2 separate regions of the Mus musculus genome follow, and region 2 is linked to region 1. The links are chromatin contacts, called in public promoter capture Hi-C maps. All regions are on one chromosome and are shown on one strand. Each heading gives the region's core, a stretch centred on a gene start, on an enhancer-like site or on the middle of the called end of the contact. The rest is flanking DNA. Distances are from core to core; before and after follow the strand shown.

The links. Promoter capture Hi-C pulls out the DNA fragments that hold promoters and counts their contacts.
Region 2: a contact with region 1 is called in a promoter capture Hi-C map of liver, with 2.0 times the contacts expected there. The contact joins the enhancer-like site here to the promoter of Bcl9 in region 1. A contact is called at or near these places in 5 of 39 promoter capture datasets (cranial neural crest, hippocampal neurons, liver and 1 more), 1 of 15 datasets of contacts at CTCF or cohesin (CD8 T cells), 4 of 484 Hi-C or Micro-C datasets (Th1 cells, cerebral cortex, muscle stem cells and 1 more), 11 of 115 datasets of contacts at active chromatin or transcription factors (CD8 T cells, the SCID.adh cell line, T-cell acute lymphoblastic leukemia and 7 more) and 4 of 9 other capture datasets (adipose tissue, embryonic stem cells, liver and 1 more).

Annotation. Positions count from the first base shown.
Region 1 is chr3:97,225,920-97,228,782 of GRCm38.p6, reverse strand. It overlaps Bcl9 (B cell CLL/lymphoma 9), which reads left to right and starts at 1,419. Exons shown (of 10, transcript NM_029933.4): 1 at 1,419-1,565.
Region 2 is chr3:97,273,778-97,276,640 of GRCm38.p6, reverse strand. It overlaps a transcript of Bcl9 not described here. Among named protein-coding and RNA genes, the nearest start is that of Bcl9, 48 kb to the right of the region's middle. Within about 2 kb of position 1,535, at least 48 of the 459 cell types and tissues checked have an H3K27ac peak or open chromatin away from gene starts, as enhancers often do. A contact at or near this core is called in CD8 T cells, T-cell acute lymphoblastic leukemia, double positive thymocytes and 2 more, where this site is marked.

The sequences.
Region 1 (2,863 bases), core at 170-2,669:
GTTGCTTGCTTCCATCTTCGGGGAGACTGTACATTCTCAGGTACACAGAATCCACTTAACTGTTAGAAACGCTTTGGACCAGTGCACAGAGTTGCAGGAGAATCCTTAAGATCAACTCCGCAAAGTACAAACTCGAAGATTAGTAGGGTTTTGTGGGGAGGGCAGACAGTAACGATGGCTGGTCAAGGCAGTAACACGGCCCCACAAAATAAGGATAACAGGAATCTGAGCAAGGCGCATTAACCAAGATGTGAAAAAGTGCTACCTAATGAGCTAACATCTAACTTCACAGGGGTAGTGCTGAACGCGTCGCCCTCGAATTCTCAACATCAAAGCTCTTCCAAAAAATAAAATTAAGTGAGTGATACTGTGGTTGGGAGAAGACCTGGAGGCCGGGGCAGAAGGTGCTCTCTGGAAACCATAGGTAGTGCTGGCCAGGCAGGGCGGGGCGGGGCAGGGCCCGAGGTGAAGGAGACCTTGCTCTAGCCACAGCGCCAGCAGGACCCCAGAGAGTCTGTTCTGGGAAGAGGGAGAAGAGTGCAAGCCGAGGGGACCAGCTTTCCAGAGGGAAGAAAGCCCTCACGGGCAAAGGTAGAGTGGACACCTAGGGGCGGATGGGTGGGCTGGGGGAAGCAAGGCGGAATCGCAGTGGAGAGGTGCGAGGAGGTGGCATGAAGACTGAAGACTAGGCCCGACCCTGAACGGCGGGCGAGTGAAGGAAGATCGGTTCCTTCTGCAGCTCCCAGTTAGTTTCTGTCAAAGATGGCTAAATTCCACTCTGCCCTTCCCCCTCCCGCGCCTTTTCTAATCCCCTTCGGTGGCTCCAGTACTGCTGGAGGCCATGGGGAGTCTGGGTGAATGAGCGCCGGGAGGAGGGTGAGGAAGGAAGAGAACCTCCCCGCCGCACCACCCGCCCCGTGGGTCCTGCAGGAGGATCTTTTAGTTGAAAAAGAGGGTTCTGTGGCTTTAAACCGGGGAGTGGGCGTCACCGCGGGGGGACCCGGTGACTAGCCGGGGCGGGGTTGGATGGGAGGGGTCATGCAAAGCAGAAGGCGGTGCCGTCGGGGCGGGGCCGTGGGTGGGCGGGGCGCGGGCGGCTTCTCTTGAGCCAGGCGCGGGAGGGGGCGGAGGCCGCGGCGGGCTGGTACCATCGATCGCCTTCGGGGAGGGGGACGGGTGCCATTCCCCCGGAGGGGGCGGGCCCTGGCGGCGGCGGGGCCAGGGCCCCATTCCCCGCCGGGCGGGCCGGGGGAGGGGCGCGCCTCCGCTCGCGTCCGAGGCGGGGCCCGCGGTACCTTTCGTGGCACGGTGCGGCTGGGGGAGGGTCGAGGGGAGGGGGAAGGGGCGGGCCTGGGAGGGGGAGCCGGAAAGGGGGAGGCACCGGCGGACAATGGAGCCTATGTGTGCCTGCGGGAGTGGGACGGCGCCGCCGCCGCCGCTGCCGCCGCCGGGGGGAGACGCTGCGCTGCTGCTGCCGCTGGTCCGGGCCCCGGCCCCCCGGGGCTGAGAGCAGCCGGGGACCGCAGCTCCCGCCCGCGCTCGCCCCTCCCCCTCTCCGGCCCGGGGTAAGTGGCCCCGGGGAGGGGGAGGGGCGGGCCGGCGCGGCGGGGGCCGGGTCCGCGTGCGCGTGTGGCCGGGGGGCCTCCGGGGGTCGGGGCGCTGGCTTGGCGAGTTGAGTCTGGAGGAACCTGTTGGGGGAGGCGGGGGAGCCTCGGGAGCTATGGGAGAGACCGGGGCATCTCTCGGGGTTTTAGAGGTTGTGTCCCAAAGCTGTGCTTGGAGAGGTTACCTGAGGGGAGATGACCGTCTCGGGGTCTTGGGATGGAGGGGCGATGGAGAGGAAAGAGCGCGCGAAATTAGGAATTTCGGGTTGAGTTTGTAAGACCCGGGAGATGCGTAGAGGGGAGAAAGGGGACTCCGCAGGCCAGTGACTTGTTGAAGGGTTGGGGGAGGTGAAAGCCTAGAGGAATGTCTTGAGTTGTAAAGGGTTCCAGCAGGTGAGTTGGCGACGAATGAGTTAGGTCACTGAGTCATTGTGAGGGTCGTAGAACACACCAGTGGTTTTCAAATTGGAACCCTAGAGGCTGGCTGGCCTTTGAAAGTTGCAAAGACTATTAAGATGTCACTGGTAAGTGTTGGGTGAGCTTGGTGAAATGGAGTTATCCTAAGGAAAACAAGTCGCAGAGTTGGTGGTTAGTCCAGAGGGAAGGACCACGGCCTGTAGTAGTACTGCTGGGAACGTTATGTTAAAGCTGCCAAGGATGAGAAAGAAAGCTTGAAATCTGTCCCCCAAGAGCCTTAGTCTGCTGGAGGTAAGGAAGGGCGTTTTTTTAAATGTTAAAAGAGTTATTCTGAGGCCAAGATTGGAGTCAAAGTCATTAGGTAGGGTAGTGAAATGGATGCAAATATGCCTCTGTGGACATAATCCAAGGCAGGATGCAGTGGATACAGAGTTACACTTTAGTTAAAGCAAGAACAAGTCACCCCCTGACAGTGACGTCAGCGGCCATGTAAAAAGTCAATTTGATGGTGCATTTGTTAGCGTTTGATAAACTGTGGAATTAAATGGTTATTTTGGCGACAGAGACCTGGGCTCTTGTGTAGGGAACACAGTGATGAATTAGTTACAGGAGGTGAGGAGTAGGTAGTGAAATAGTCAAGATGTTGGGAGGTAAGACTTGTTTAGAACCTGTGACTTGGAGGCTTTTAAGTCTGGTTGGTTTGAAAGTTTTTGACTGGACACTAGTCACCAGGGAGTTTATCATGAAGAAGTGTTTGTGTGCAAATCTGATGGTCCTGGGGACCAGTAACAAAGTCTTCTCTCTTCTCTTGAAAAGGCCTATACTATTGACAGGGATGGACT
Region 2 (2,863 bases), core at 286-2,785, 48 kb before region 1:
ATTTTAGGATCTATTTGTCTATTTGTCCATTTGTTGACCCCATCCATTTATCAAGAACCTCCGGAATGCCACACTCTAATGGGTACTGACGGGCAGGAAGAGTGACTCCGATTCTGTCTCCATGCCCAGGAAGCTGCATTTAGGAAGAGTGTAAGACATGCACACAGACAACTGTGACACCAGGAAGACTCCAACAAATGCTTTGAACAGGTTCAGGTAAAAATCCTTCCGGAGGTCCACATGGGATCAAGCAAGAGCAGAGAAAGCATCCAGGAGAGAAGGTGTCACTGACTCCAGGGAATGACAGCCTCGGAGGCCGATAGCTGTAATTGGAGGAAGTGTCAGTGCAGAGCTAGAAAACAGCACAAGGACAAACAAGCCATGCTCAGGAAGCTGGAGTCACTACAGGATGAATGTCAGTAAGTGCAGAGAGAAGTGGACGGACTGATTTGGGGATCTATTCGTTCAGGCTTCTCGGTCGCAGGGTTAGAGAGGTGCAGTTTGGTTTCCTGGGTGCTGGAGAGCTATTGAAAGTTCTTGAGCAGGAGATACAACTCAAGCAACCCTTTCTTTATTCAAGGGCTGGAATCAGGCTGCTGGCTGTACAAAGGAAAGGTTGCACTTCAGTCCATAAACATTGTTGAGGCATTCATGAGATCCAGCAACAGGCTGCAGTGGGGGAGGGGGAGGGCGGGGAGGAGGGGAGACAGGCAGGTAACTGGCAGCCTGGTGATACTCTTAGAATCTGGCTGAGCGAGCGCTTGTGCACATGCGTGAGTCTGGGCAGGGGGTGGCTGGATTAAGAATAATCTTTTTAAAAGGCAGAGTCAATCTCGTTGTTCTCCTACTTAATGTCCAAATGGCCCTCACTGCATTTAGAACAAAATCCAAACTCCTGCCCATGGCCCAGCATAAACCCAACATAACCTGGCCTGCCTTGGCTCTCACCTCACCTTTTAACCCTTTGTGTTCCAACTTCAGCTGTTTAAACCCTTTCAGCCCCTCAAATGCACGAAGTTCATTTCTGCCTCTGGGCCGTTGTGTGTCTCATACTCTCTATCCATAACATTCTGCCCTCGGAGGTCCCCACTGTCACCTCAGAGGCCTTTCCCAAAGCATCATGTGGTGTCACGTCCATCGCTTACAGAACACTCTACCACATGGTTTCCCTTTCTATTCTTCTTCTCAGCATCACCGTGTGTAATCTGTAGTAGGTCAGCGTTTCAGAGCAGTAACTGCTCTTCCAGAGGACTTGGGTTCAATCCCCAGCACCCACAGGGCAGCTCACAACTATCTGTAACTCCAATCTTAAAGAGATTTCACACTCTTTCTGGCTTCCAGAGACAATGAGTGCACATGATGGACAAACATGCAGGCAATACATTCATACACATGAAATAAAAATCAATCTAAAAACACAAACCAAAACCAAACGACAGCAACAGCGGGGGAAGAAAAACACCTAGCATAGCATATTCCAGGTTCGTGATAGTTAATCAATAACTGAGTGAGAGGGAGCTGTCTGTCAGAGAGTCTGGCTTTGTGTATGGACGCACGTAATACTCAGGTAAACTAGGCAAAAAGTACTCTGGAAGGAGGCCGGTGGGGGCTGGGGGACAAAGTCTGACATCATTGCACGGAGAGATGAAAAGTCAGGGAAAGCTGCCCCACCTGCCCGTCCCTGATCTATCAGCTCCACCTGCCTGGTCCTTGATCCCATCTGCAGCTGTTTAAAGCCGGACCGACCTTCATCCACTTTCACCTTCCACGCCCAAGCAAAAGCCCCTTGTCTTACAGGGATCTTTTCCATACTACTTTCTCTGAAAGTAGCTTCTGCAGGGCCTATTTTAAAATCCACAAGAAACTGCAGTGCCTAAAATGGTGTAAAATATTAATAACTACCACTCATATGCACTATGCCCCAGGGTCCACAGTGTCTCTCCATTAATGTATCCCATCGCAATCTAAGATTGGAAGAAAGCGAGCCCCTGGTTTTGCAGAAGAGGAAACCGAGACTCGGTTGTTTGAAGAGTGTCAGGTCTGCTGCTCAGGTTTAGCCTGAGTGTCCCCAGAGTGTGTGCTCCTGGGGTGAGGGACAGACTCTTCTTTTTGGTGGGACTGTGACTTTTGGAAACAGCCAGAAGCTCTGGAACACAATCTGGCTCTGTGATCTCAAAGGGGGTCCTGGCTCAACAGCCAGACAAAGAACGCAGGGGGTGTTGTGAAGAGCCACCGTAGTGAGGGCTTAATTTTTCCCTCCCTACCTCCTCTCATAAGAGACAAAGCCATTTCTTGATTTCTTCGGGTTTTCAGTTATCTGTCAGAAAGCTCCCAATCCCGTGCCTCTCCTCGTGTTTCCTAGGCTTATATTTAAGCCTATTTTATCATGTGTTGCCATTTCCACGGTGAAGGGCTGCGGGGGCTGGAGCTGAGGTAGGGTGCTCACCTTGTCTGTGAGAGGAACTGGAGGAAAATGAAGTCTAGAGCTTGGTTCAAAACATTGCTTCCCCACTCTTTGAAGTCTGTAGCCTTAGGCAAATATCTGAGTCTAGATTTCCTCATTGTAAAATGAGAAACTGTTACTCGGGTTCCCACATCACAGAGCCCTGCTGATGCTCAAACCACACCCCCATAAAAGACCTCTGCAGAGCATAAAGTTATACATAGTTGCGAAGAACCTATTATCACTGTCTTCATCACAAAATGTGAGTGTCCTGTTGAGAAGACCTAAAACAGTCCTTGTGCCCCGTTTGGAATTGCCTAAATCAACCCATGCTTCTGTCCTCTCCTAGAAACAGTTCTCAGTCCTTGGCGTTACCCTTGCTCGGTGGACCTGGGGTCCCTGCTTAAACAAAGTTGACGT